2 separate regions of the Rattus norvegicus genome follow, and region 2 is linked to region 1. Evidence: chromatin contacts called from public Hi-C data. All regions are on one chromosome and are shown on one strand. The core of a region is the stretch at or near the end of the contact, and the rest is flanking DNA. Distances in the headings are between cores, read along the strand shown.

Region 1 (6,998 bases), core at 1,881-4,380:
AGTCTATCTTAAAATCAGCACAGTTGCTCTCAAGAAAAATAAGCAGAGTAAGTTAGAGAGAAGCGGTCATATGGAGAATAAAACCCAAAGCCACACCTGAATCTCCCATCTTTTCGCTCTCTGCCCCTCCTTACGTGTGTCACCTCTCCCTGTACACATGTCTGCAGGTGCTTCACTTGCACATTCACCGAACTCTTCTTCCTCCTCACAGAAATCCCATACTAAATCCATCCCCTGTCCTCCAGCTCAACGTTCACCTCAAGCATTTCAGAAGGATGGATTCCCATAGCTCAACAGCTCAATCTCTTGTCCCTAGTCCAAGGTTCTGAGAGGAAAACATCCTGTTGGAGGAGCAAAAGTCTTTTGTCTTCCCTTGCTTTTATCAGATGTGCCCAGGAACAATAAGAATACATACCGCTTAGAGCTGTCCTTATTTATACAGTGAGCAAGAAAGGCTTTCTCAAAGCAAGGCTTACTGAGAGAAGCAATGGTGTGGATACACTCAGTGTTTCCCAGGCTTGCCCTCCACCCTTCGTCTCCCTCTCTCCTGTCAAATTCATTTCTCTGAAAAACAGGTCTGCTTATATCTTCACTGAAGTATTCTCGAATATCAAAGACCAGACTTTGTAAAATGCTGCCTGCCACACAGTGTCCTCTATAATATACTCTGTTTATTCCTATAACTTTAGGTTTCATTGTTTCCCCCTTCCGATGAAGCAAACCATTAGGCTATCCTTCTCATGGTTTACCTAGGTCAATCCCAGTCTTGCCTGTCGTGTTGGTATAATTATGAGAAACTGCTTCCTTTACTCTATGTCCTGGTTTAGATGATGAAGGAGCATTAGTCCTTCAGTCTGAACATTATTTCCTCATCAAATTTACTTTCTTCAAGCGCAACTGCTATTAATATCTAGAAAGTATGCCAACATATTTTTTATATCAAAAAGTCTACTGACCCAATAAGATAATACCTTCTTCCTTCCTAACTCATGCAGCATTTTAATTGTTTCTCATCTGCATTATTTCCATTGAAGCTGTTATAATTTATTGTAACTGAAACTTGTGACTACCCTTGCTTCCACTCAGACAAAGCAGATTAGTAACGAGAAGGGGTCTTGTACGGAAGGAGGTAAGGCTGTGCTGTGTTTGGTGTCTGAGCAGCCGCGGTGCTGCAGGAGGCTCACTTTAAAGCACTGTGTTGATGGGGGAAACCCCCAAGAGCTCAGCCTAAAGATGAACTCAGTGGTTGTTACTGGAAATGGAAATGAAATCTTTTCTTCCTTGTTCCCTTCCTCCGCACGTCAAGGTTAGCATGGGGGAAGGGTAGACCAGCACAGTGGACACATCAACCAGCCCCACCTGAGGAGAGCGGTGGTGGCTTTGAGTCCAGTGTTTCATTTGGCCACCCTGAACTTTCTCACCAAATGTGCAGACACATTTCTGGTACCCAAGCAACATCACTACCTAGTTATAGAGACCCTCAAGACAAAGAGGCTCGACCTTGAACCCTGGCTTTGCCACAGATAGCTCTGTATCCAGGGGAAATTCTTTACTCCTTGCAAGTTCATCTCCTCACACAAAAACCAAAAGCATGATAGCATAAATCCCACAGAGTGCTTCTGAGAGCTGAAGAATGTATGTGTGTTGTGGTCTTTGCATGTTAAGTGTCTGTTTGCATGTTTCATTATCATTTGGCTTTCATTCCATGTCCTATGTGTCCCTGGGGGCCCATGGAATAAAGCCACAGATTCAGGAAGTAGTCCTTCAGAGTCTGAAAGATAGGTCTGCGCTCACATACATAAGGCCCACTGATTTCTTTCTTTCTTTTTTAAGATTAAAATTAATAGTATAAAGTAGAAAAGAAATCATGGAATCATCTTGAATATGGTAGTTTTCTTTTTATGATATATTCAAATCACCTTTATTTGGTTTTGCAACATTATATTATTTGAATATATTGTTTCCCCCAAAAACACAATATCAAAAAGGTTTTGTTGAGATATTTATATTTTACCTTTCTCAGGTGCTCTTGCTGGTTAGCTACACGAGCACAACAATTTTCATGATTATTACCTTACCGGTAAAGACTAACTTTTATCTGCCATCAGGTGGTTTGCTGTGAACTTCTGAATGCTCAAGGTAACCCCCACCTTTGAGGAGATCGGTAGGTAGTTCCTGCAGTCATCAGAAGGACATTCTAATTCTTTTTTTTTTAACTTGAGTATTTCTTATATACATTTCAAGTGTTATTCCCTTTCCCGGTTTCCGGGCAAACATCCCCCTCCCCCCTCCCCTTCCTTATGGGAGTCCCCCTCCCAACCCTCCCCCCATTGCCGCCCTCCCCCCATAGTCTAGTTCACTGGGGGTTCAGTCTTAGCAGGACCCAGGGCTTCCCCTTCCACTGGTGCTCTTACTAGGATATTCATTGCTACCTATGGGGTCAGAGTCCAGGGTCAGTCCATGTATAGTATTTAGGTAGTGGCTTAGTCCCTGGAAGCTCTGGTTGCTTGACATTGTTGTACTTTTGGGACATTCTAATTCTTAATGGACCCTTTCAAATGTCTGTCACTAACTAATCCCCATGACCTATGTACCTGTCTCTAACCATCCCTGCACTGAGCCTTGGATGACTGGCGCCTGAGCCGGACTACTCTGTCTTGAAAAGCTGAGGTGAGGACTACTTCCCCATGAACTGTAAGACAAAGAGTTGATAGTTTGGGCCAACACGAAAGCCTCTGGGAACTGACCAACCACTTTTTTTCTTGTCAATCAAAAGTGGCTGGGCAGAAGGGAAAGTTCAGGTACAAAGTCAAAGAGATCCAGCTTGTGGAGCTGAAAGTGTCAAAGGTCAAAGTGCCAGCTATGGAATGTGGCCTGGACTGTTCCCTCCCCCCACAGCCTACCCCGCCACCACCTGAGTACATAACTGGATCAGTTACCTAGCTATTGAGTGCGTGGAACCCTCTACTTGGTGGACAGTTCTTATATTAGAGTCCAGCGACGCCATTTTCTTCATGTAGAATTGCTATGTCCATTACTTTAGGTTGGCACCCTATGTACAAAAGTAAAGTTTAACTCAAACGTTATATTCTTTGTCAAATTTTCAAGAGTGCCTTGCACACATTAGCAGGTTCAGTGGTACCTGTTAATCATTAGCACTGTTCGGCATCAGAACAGAAGGTAAATACAACGTCCCAGGAGATATTTGAGCAAATTCTCATTAACGAGTTTGTACTGCAAATTAGAAAAAAAGTTTAATAAAACATCTGTTAGTGAGCCATAGCAGGGGAAAAATGAACTTGAATACGTCCAGAATTGCTTCCAAAGAAATGCAGGCTCTGTGTTCCAAAGGTTAAAGTATATAGCATTTATGACATGGAAACTGTATTTTTAGAGAGAGTCGACTTAGTTGAAGATTCTTGAAAATGAAATTCAGGCAGTGCTCTGCTTAATGGAGAGCCTTTTCTTAATTTTCTATGGATTTTAAAAATTATATAATTGCAAATGTTCATTAGGATATAATTAAATAGCTCTGTTTCCCTAGTTACTAATATGTGCCAGGGTGCTGCAATTACCCAAGTAATTATGAAAGGAAAATATATGACTTGGCAAGCTTAGGAGAATTACTCTAGATACAGAGAGGCTCCGCTTTGGAGAAAAGACATTAAAATACAGCAGAGGGAAAAAAGACAAAAAAAATAACATAATCGGATGGGAATATTATATAATGGCTCGTGGTACATAGAAATGCCCACTCTTGATTTTTATGGGTGTATAGAAGAATACAATGATATTTGCTCAGCATCCGCAGAGGTCCAAGTCTGAAGATGTCCAATGCCCTTGGCTTCTTTATTGTACCTCTGATTTAGGCTAGTTCATGGCTTGGCCTCAAGTTTACTTATGGCGACTAATGTGATCTTTACATTATATTTTATTTTATGATATACTTAACAATAAGTGGAGCATAATTAAAACTGTGTGAGATCGAGGGAAAATGCCCAGAAACTAAATACCTTTTAAAAAAATGTGTTCTTTGCATTTAATAGCATCTGAACTATTTAAACAGCTTAAATTAAATTAAAGTTAATAGAGTTTAATTAAAGTTATAGTCAAAGGAGAAATATCCTCTCATAAAAAAAGAGAGTGTTGTGCTGGGTCGTGGGCATGTTTTCTTACCCGCTTTTGGTTTATACAGTGTTACATACATCCAGCCAACCACGAGTACTGTGTGGAAAAGAATCTTCCACTGCCACAGGTAAAATTTCCTGTTCATGAAAAACCTCAAAGATAGCCTGATCTGCCCAACCAAAACCGGGTTGTTTCATGGCCAAGAGTGGGAAAGCAGAATTCTCACATCAGCGATAAACGCTTGGGAAGAATTCACAGGGAGGAGAAGAGCCTGGATAGCCTGGGTCCGGAACATGGAGGAGAAGAGCCTGGATCCTGAGCACGTGGACAAAGACACTGCTTCCTGAGGCAGGTGAGGACTTGCCTCAGACTTTGTTTTTTTTCCCTGCATGTCCTGCTGTGGTGGATTCAGTTCCTCCCTGGACAGGAGCCAGTTTCTACCAGAGAGGCAGAGGAGAGTTCAGGAAAGCAAAAGATGCTTTGAGCCAGCAAGATGAGCTGGGTTGAAAGTGAGCAACATGGATCTCTGTTTAGCTCAGGCTCTCTCTCCCCTCCCCCTCCTCCCCTCTCTCCTTCTTTCTTTTTTCTTTCTTTTGAAATGGTGTCTTGCTATGGTACCCATGCTGGTCCCCACCTTCTGAGCTCAAGTGACCTCACCTTCTGGAGTAGCTGAGATACACTGCCCTCTGCCCTTGGCAGGCGTTCATTTGGCTAACTTGGACAGCTCTGGTTTTGTCTAGGTCCGTAGTTTAACATGGCATATGGGCCAAATATTCGCTTCATGTCCTTAATAAGTCAAATTCTAGGGTGCGGAGATATGGTGGCTCAGCAATTAAGAGCACTGGTTGCTCTTGCAGAGGACCTGGGTTCAGTTCCCAGCACCCAAATGACAGCTCCCAATCATCTCTAACTACAGTAACGGTGTATCTGACACCTCTCTGATGGCCCCCAGTTCCTTCACACACATAATGCAAATACATGTACTTAGTATCACATACAGAGAGAGACAACAAACAAACAAATGCAAATATAATGCTCCTTAAAGAAAAACAAATTCCAAACCTCCAGAGCCACAATATGGAAGTAATTTCTAATACGACTTCATTGATTGTTCATCTTTATCATTCGACGTAGGATGCAGAACAAAACTATTTTACTTTTCCTTACTTTTTATTATATATTTTAAATTCTTAAAATCACACTTTATTTTATGTACAGCAGAACAATTCCCATGTTAATAACTAACACTATCATAGAATGATTTTAAAATACATTTAAGCAGAAGAAAGAACAGAGAGGCATCTAGTTACATAATCCCTCCTCTTGAAAACAAATTTTTAAAAAAATCACTTTGTCTAAGAGGGTCTATATGAGAAATATGTTCAGTGACAACTTGTGTCAAGTTGCTGGTAAACTGATCTTTGGGGAAACAAGAAAGCAAGCCCAATATGGAGTTAAAAAAAGAAGAAGAGAAGGGCTTCTTAAATAATAAAAAATAAAATAAATGCCAATTAGTCACGCACCCACACATAGCCATGTTGAAAGAGCATGAAGTAACACCGAGGACTATCAAAACTCAAACTGAACATATTGTCTCCTTCTCCTGGGTGAATGGAAACCTCGATGCTGCTAAATGACTGCCCTGTGGAGCGATCGCAGGATGGCAGGAAGTCCGATCCTTGGTACAGGGAGGCTGGACTGGCCACCTCTGCTTTTGCTGTGGCCTTATTCGCAGAAGTATCTCACGTTTTCCTTTGTGATCATTACTGCAGCAAATGTTAATGAATGAAAGAAGTAATTAATTAGTGGAGGAATATACGTTTCACCCGTGCTCAACAAAAACCCTAACTAATGCCGATGCTTCTTTGAGTTACCTGGTACTTGAAGTCAGCAGAACAAGTCCTTTGTTTTGTAACAACAAGAAAATGACCAACTACTTTTTACTGATTAGCTTAAATGCCTACTATTGTAACTAAATTTTTGAATAGAGCTTAGAATGAATCTTTTCAATCTCCTTAAAATACATCCATTTCCAAATGTGACTTTATGGTGACCCTGTTCTTTTTTTTTTTTTTTTTTAATTTATTTATTTTATTTGTATGAGTACACTGCTGAGAGTGGATCTCTCTTTGCTTTTCATTTCCTGGAACGCTCCTGTGGTTCAGTCTGGTCATTTACCGGGTAACTGGGGATGACCTTGACATCCTCCTGCTTCAACCTCCTAAGAGCTGGGGTCACCAGCCTGCATCACCATGCCCAGAAACCAAATAAAGAGCCTGTGTACAGAGGTCATACAGAGCCAGGCCTTTGCCCAGGTCCTCTGCATCCTGTGAGCCGGGGTATGATATGGGAGCTCTTATGTCTCTGAGGTCATATGTCACTGAGGTCACTTATGAACTGAAGGGCCTAAGGTTGGGTTCAGTCATCTCATTGTCCCCATCTCTGCAAAGAGGTGAGAGGGAAGCAGCTAAGTGATTTGTTTGTTTTATGTATTTGAGTACACTGTCGAACTCTTCAGACGCACCAGAAGGGGGCATGTGATCCCATTAGAGATGGTTGTGAACCACCATGTGGTTGCCAGGAATTGAACTCAGGACCTCTGGAAGAGCAGTCAGTGCTCTTAGTCCCCACGACCATGTTCTTGATATGATTCTTCAGTTGCCAGACTCTTCTATAAAACACAACAACTGAATTATCTGACTGTTTCAAGTCAGCAGCAGGGTTGAGTGTTTAAAAACATGAAGGAATGCAATACTGCTGACACTTTACTGACTGGGAAGATTTGGCACACTACTTAGCTTGTCTGATCCTTCATTTATTTCACCTCTAAAAGAGAAGCTAAGTTCTCTTGAGGGCTTTTGTAAGAACCA
Region 2 (6,998 bases), core at 3,244-5,743, 110 kb after region 1:
CTTTAGTTGACATTATTCCATTCTATTTAAAATAGGCTTTCCTACTGAATGAACTTTTCAGCAAGAAGAATTCTGATATTCCATATATATATATATATATATATATCTAATATTTCAAGTTTCATCTTGATCACACACATATACACACACACTTGATCTTTAGGTAGATTGACATCAGAAAATCCAAATAAGAACGGATGTAAATAAGCTGTAACTAGAGGAGATCAGACTCCTCCCTCTCCAGGAAGATCAGAAAGACTAACTGCAGCATAGAAAAGCAACTCTTCATTTCCTATGAAACACAGTGAAGCCACTTGCAACAGGTAAGCTTAGGGGTTCAAAACCTACTATTATTAAAACATCACAAAAGCTGGCAACTAACAGATATGCTTCTTGATCAGCTTGAAAAAATAGCAGAAAAGATTTTCTAAGTTTTCGGAGAGAAGAAAGGTCCTTTCTCTTTCTTTTTAAATTTCCCTTTGTGATATTTCTAAAGCCCATTTCTTATGGTAGCCATGTACAGCCCCAAACATCAAGCAGTATAACTCAAAAGCAGAGTAAAATTGAGTTAGTATCACCATAAAATATAATAAATAACATAAAGCCAATATTTCAAGTTTCACCTTGAAGACTGTTTTTCTCCCAGGGCAATGCATAGCTTAGAAATCCTAAAATAATCCTCACTCACGTAGTTAAGATATGATTTCATCCTTCTAACTAGTAAAAGGGGCTGGAATGTTTTGAGCCACTGAAGGCTGAAGGCTCTTCTATAAAAAATAAGTCAGGAAACTCAGCCATTCTCTACCCAGTTGGAGCTGTTAAGGCTGCTGCTGATTTAAATCACTTCTTCAGAGCAACAAAGTTCCTACTTTAGTTTAGGAGGTCTTGGTTTCCTTTCTTTTGTTCACCCTGGTATTTCCTCTCTGAGTTTTCCAGAGAGAAGGGTGGGAGGTCAAGACTGGAGAGAGGAGAGAAACTCAAGACATTAAATGCACCCAACCTTTTAGTTTCTACCCATTTTTCTGCTGCAGGCGACGTGGTATTAGATGTAGCTTTTCAGTGCTTATTTCTGCTGAGGCTACATGCTCAAACACAGGAGTAGGAAACCAGCCAAGCAGAGAGAAAGTAGGTGGCTGGCCACTCTACTTATAACACTGTCACAATCTGGCCAAGAAAATACTCAAAGTCATAGTGTTTGTTTAAAGGTTAGGTATTCACAGATGTGTTCATTTGTACTTTTGTTACCTGTCACTTTCTTTGTGCTAAACAACATTATAAGTGCATTGAAAACTTTAAGTCCCAGCAAGCCCCTTAGGATGCTGGTTTGAACTTAGTCATATGGGATTAGCACTATTTGAGAAGGATTAAGAGGTGTGGCTTGTGCAGGGAAGTGTGTCTCTTACGATGGGATTTTGAGGTTCTGAAAACCCATACCAGGGCCAGTTCTCTGGGTCTTGTTCTTTCTGCTGCTTGTGGATGAGGATGTAGAACTCTCAGCTCTTTCACCATCACCGTATGTGCCTCGGTAGAAGGCATGCTTTCCGCCATGATTATAATGGACTAAACTTCTGAAACTGTAAGCCAGCCCCATTTAACAGTTTCTTTTGTAAGAGTCTCCGTGGTCCTGGTGTCTCATCACAGCGATAGAACAGTGAGTAAAACACACTCATTGTAGAGATAGGAAAGTGGGCCTTGGAAGCAGTCGCCAAGTCACTGAAGATGAGATGTGAATGCAAACTCTTACCTGCCATGGACTGCACTGCCCCTTACCTCTCCACACCCTAAGCATCTTCTAATTGCATGTCACCAGCGTTTTCTCATTGTTTGCCAAATAACAGAAGTATGACCTATTCTTTCATATCTTTAACAGTGAAAACACTGTCCTGCTCTCCTTTGGAGCTTCCATGACAGAATTGTTGTGTTTTTTTTCTTCTATTTTGTGTTTGAGTAAACGTGAACACGATGCCAAACACTGGATGTAAAAAGGTGGCACGTGGCTCTTTTCAGAAAAATGCACAGATCCTAAGCTCTAGACCACGGACCACACCACTCAGTTTCCTTTTCAGAAATCAAAGAAATGAGAATCAATGCCAACGTCGAACTAATAAATTCTTTTGCCCAAGCAGAACACATTTTAGCAAATTAAGGAACAAGAATTCATAAAGTGGTGCAGCTCTGCCACTCCCGGGCAGAGCTTGAAGGACTCTTAAGTCGGCATTGCAAAGAGACTCGTGCACAGCCTGTTAATTGCTCTAGTAGTCACGATATCTGAGATTCGGCATCGGCACAGACATCCTAGTTCATAGGTCAAGGATCTGTGCCTTTTCCTGAAAATACCCAGGCATCACACTTCAGATCTGACTCTCGGGTTCATGGTCACCTTCTCAGTCTTTTCCTCCTTCTCTTTTTGTTCATCTCTAAGCACACACCTGCATACAGCCTTTAGGTGCGCTAGGCACTTGGGCTCACAGACTGGAGATTGGGCTTTACAGACGATAATTAACTTGGAAACAGTCTTAGTATCGTCTCAGTAACAGCGAGGAGCAGACAGCAAAGTCTCACCCACATTAGCTCTCGGACCTTTAGCCATCAGTCCCCCATGTTTCTTCCTTAACCCAAGAACGCACTCTGCAGTGAACACTGGGAGGAGGGTTGCCAAGCAGGACCCAGAAAGATGTCCCTCACACAACCTGAAGTAGCTACAGATCTCACACAGCCGAAGGAGTCAGAAGAGAAGAAAGGATCTCACCTCACACCAAACACGACTGTTCATTTTCTGGTGCCAATTGCTGTGCCATTTTTTTCCCCCTTCCCTGGGAAATTTCTCTCTTCAGTGAAAATTCAACAGTGAATCACGGAGACCCCACAAGGAGAGACTTGAGCTCTGTGCTGGAGAACACCTGCGAAGAGGGCCACCAAGGCTGTTCTCCTGCAGACTGGGTCTGCTGGGCACAGAGCCATACCCTCCGCTGGGCCAGCCCTGACCCGGGTTACTGGAAAGCCAATGATTTGCTTTAATCCAACCCAAATAAGAGCAGGCGACGCTTTAAAATGTTTAATGAAAAATGTACTCCTACCTTTGACCTGGGCTATTTTTCTTCGAGTATTTAAAATTCAAACACACACAGGGAGCCTATGCTTTTATTTCAAACCAGAAAACCACCCTCACTGCCTTTGACCACCACCCATCCCCCTAGTTTAATTTGTAGTCTGGCTTATCGTACATCGTGCTCTAGACTTCCACCAGATGTGACGGCAACATGCAAGAACTCAGTATTTACTTGTCAACTAAAAAACACATGAAGTCCTGGCTTTGAGGGTTGGTGACTTTCGCATCCATATTTTTTTTTCAGTGCCTGGGAAGAGTTAAGGGAGAGGTCTTGACATAGCTGAGTCTTCTTTATGGAACACATTGCCCACAGCTGTGGTGAAGCAGCCGTCGATTAAAGTCCCAGTGACTTTAATCTACCTCAGTGACATCATTGCTGAATTTCAAATAGAATTCGAATGTGGGAAAACAGTTGCTTCTCAATTAAAATTATCCCCTGACTGATTTTTAAGGTCAGGAGGGGAAACTGGAGGTTTCCCAGTTTCACTCGTGTGCATCTGTGTTGTCACCGTCTAGGATATTCTATGTGTAACGAGGCCCTGCTTCTGCATTAACATAACACAGGCACTCGGGTCCATGTTCACCTCCTCAACTTTTTTCTCCCTATCTTTTGGTTCATTTCAGGACACTTGTCCCCACACAGGTAAGCCCACGGCCCTTGAGCAAGCAGGCCGTGCTAGGTGTGAGGCACATCTCAAGGCAGTAATAGGAAAAAACTTTCCCCTGGGTCCAAAGTACAAGTTGATGTTCCTTAGCTTTTCGGAGACAGGAGTTCCTCTCCCGTGAGGACATTGTCCTCTGGGTATGGTAGAACACTCCTGTGGTTTCAGCAGTTGAGAGGCTAAGGCAGTGATGGAGACTTTGGGGTCCCTGGGCTATGTAATGAGACTTCGTGTTAAAATAAGGAGGGAAACGTTTTTCCATCTGGAAATGTGAGGGTAAGAAGCTCCTGGTCCCTAAAGCCTCAGTTACTGTCCATCGGGAGTCTGGTGGAATTATAAAGACAGGGCAGAGCAGAGCAGGTGGACAGTGGCTGACAGGAGACTGCATTGACAGAGGAAGGCAGAGTTGTGAGTGTGGAGTCCCCGAGGCTGTCAACTCTGCTGTTTACTCTCTGGTATTGATTTGTCTCGGGATAAGCTGAAAGTCACCATAGTAGGTACCACAGGACAAAATTAACTTTCTGTTTATCTTCAGGATAAAATAAACCCCTTTTCAATGAATCAGAACGAGATGGCATTTGCCGTCCATCCTCAAACAGGAGTTTTGTTTGGGTGTGAGAAAATGGCTAAAGAAAAGAAGTGTTCCGGGCAGGATTGCCCATACTTTAGAGCAGCCACATCTGAGTGAGGAAGGACTGGTCTCTCAGAGCAGAGGCCAAAGATCCTGAGTTCACCAAGGCACTGGTAGGAGGTGTCCAGTGGGCGCTCTGTGTGCCAGCTGAAGGGATTCAGGTAATATGTAAGTCTTGCCAAATAGAGGGACAGCCTTCATTCTGGATATGAAGTTTCAGAAGAAGACAGGACCAAATGCCTACTCCTTTTCTTACGCTCCAGCAAGGACATAGGAAATAAAATATACATCCACACATGCAGACGTGTGCTGTGCCTTCGGTTAACTCTAATAAGCAAAGAAAATTAAGTAGGGTATGAACTACAGGTTGGTTGCCTTGTAGGGAGTGGAGGGAGAGGAGATGAGTTTCCAGGAGAAAGTTTGATCAGGGACCCTCCTGAGGAAACAATGAAACCAGAGGCTATCAGGAGACCGTGTAGAAAGCAATAGAAACTTATCTTGGGTAGAAATGATCTTGGCATGTTCTAGAAATGAAAGGAAAGGAAACCAAGGGTTTTGCCATGGCAAGGTTCCCGAGGGAACCTGATAGATCACCATGAAGCCTGTGGAATTTGTTGCAAGTGTGACTGTTGCTGTAAAATTATAAAAAAATAAAAGGCTGTCTTTTACCCCCACTAGGTCCAGCACCGCAGTGCCCCAAGATATCTGCTAGATATCTTAGCAGAAATACACATCCTGATTCCGTGGTGGCCCAGTGTCTCTAGCCGCCACCCATTTTCTTAAACTTAAATCGCTACATGAAAGAACATACAACACAATAACCTCTGATCCAGTTGATAAGATATAATTGCCCACCTAAATATACAAGGCCCTATACACGTCCCTCCCTTAAGAACATTCAAAACAATCTGTAAATACACAGAGTGGAATCTTAACGTCAGCCTCCATGTTCCCTCCAAGGCTTCTCCTGCAGTCTCTTCCTGTCTCCAGTCTCTTCCGTTCCAGTCTCTTACTCTTCCTTCAGACTTTTCTCCCGCCCATTGTTCCTCCTCATCCAATGACAGGCCTCATTCTATCTTGTTCCTGCCTTCACCTGTATGACAATCCTACATGTGAGAGTGCCATCGGAGGATAATGAGCAGGGACGTGGGGGGATCTGTTTGGAGACGGAGATGTGGGTTGTTCTGTGAAGTTACAGGGATTTCACAGCAGCACCAGCAGTGGATCAAGAGACTTCCAGGTTAGCTCAGTTGAAATATATGGCTGCTGGACTTGGGTGGTGAGAGTACGCAGCTGTGTAACAGCTGGCTAGAATCTGCATATATTTTAAAAGCAGAGCTAACAGGACTCCCCGCTGTGAGAGGTGAGCGGCAAACTGTGATGGAATGGGAAGCATGTGGGTGAGAGTTATGGTAAAAGAGGGAGTCTCTGTACAATACTACATACAACCTCTTGAGGCTGAGTATTCAGAGGTTGACAGGACCTGGCTTCCAGAGTATAGGTAACTAAGGCACACAGCACATCTCTAGTAAGAAGCCAGCACACGCATCATCCATACCATCCCTTCAGAGGCTCAGGGATGACAGAATCTGTCAGTGCCAGAGCATGGGGTAGTGCACTGTGATCAGAACACAGGTCATAACAGTGGTGGACAGTGTTAGACAAGTCAACATTTCCAACATTTTGTCATGGAAAGGGAAAGGGCTCGTGAGTGCCCCCCACAACCACTTCTCCGGGAACTGTTGGGTGTTAATGGTTGCTGGGAGGAAAGAGGTTGTGATTTTTTCCAAGTTGTAGCTGTTGACAAGTTGCTCAGGCCCTATTAGATAACCTCCCACACATGCTCATGGGAGCAATTTGACTTGAACCCAGTCCTCTCCCTCTTTGCCTTTCATACCTTCAACACACACATTTAAAAAAAAAAACAAAACTGAACATGGGAGGAAGATGTGTTAGGAAGAAGGGTTTCAGTGGAAGAGAGCAGGATGGACAGGAAGGTATAATGAGATGTGGGGGAAAAAAGACTAAAAATCAGTATATAGGTTTATATAATTGCCTATGGGTAAAAGTCCATAAGTAAGTGACTAAATAAATAAACGGAGCAAGATACACACACACACACACACACACACACACACACACACACACACACTGGAAAGTATTGGAAAGCACACACCAGGATCTCCTGACCTATATATTTGCCACACTTTTAAAATGAGCACTTCTGTTTGCCATTCACGTAATAGACAATTGGATGCAGTGGCCTACGGAGGTACCTAACTCTTTGGCGTTGACTGATGGAGCAAATTAGTTTGTACCACAGCAATTTTCTTATAGTTATTTAGCACATAAATATATGACGAAGGGGATTTCCAATAATCATATTGGAAAATAACCTTCCATATGCTTTTCCGCCCAGATTCCCACACTGGTTCGAGGCTACTGTAGTTAAGATAGAACGACTGTGTGTCCTTTCTTTACTTCTTCCAATTTATCTACATTCTTGACCGAGCTGGGTGAGAAGAGAGAGGAGCTTCAGGAGCGCACAGCACAGTTGAGAGCACCATCTGTCACCCCTCAAAAGAAATCTCAGGTC

Evidence for each region. A called contact is a pair of places that touch in the nucleus more often than the background predicts.
Region 2: a Hi-C map of liver shows a contact between it and region 1, with 3 times the contacts expected there. The contact joins two enhancer-like sites. A contact is called at or near these places in 2 of 12 Hi-C or Micro-C datasets (kidney and liver).

Annotation. Positions count from the first base shown.
Region 1 is chr7:63,580,146-63,587,143 of GRCr8, forward strand. No RefSeq gene overlaps it. Among named protein-coding and RNA genes, the nearest start is that of Lrig3, 120 kb to the right of the region's middle. Within about 2 kb of position 3,131, at least 5 of the 93 cell types and tissues checked have an H3K27ac peak or open chromatin away from gene starts, as enhancers often do. A contact at or near this core is called in liver, where this site is marked.
Region 2 is chr7:63,684,213-63,691,210 of GRCr8, forward strand. No RefSeq gene overlaps it. Among named protein-coding and RNA genes, the nearest start is that of Lrig3, 14 kb to the right of the region's middle. Within about 2 kb of position 4,494, at least 2 of the 93 cell types and tissues checked have an H3K27ac peak or open chromatin away from gene starts, as enhancers often do. A contact at or near this core is called in liver, where this site is marked.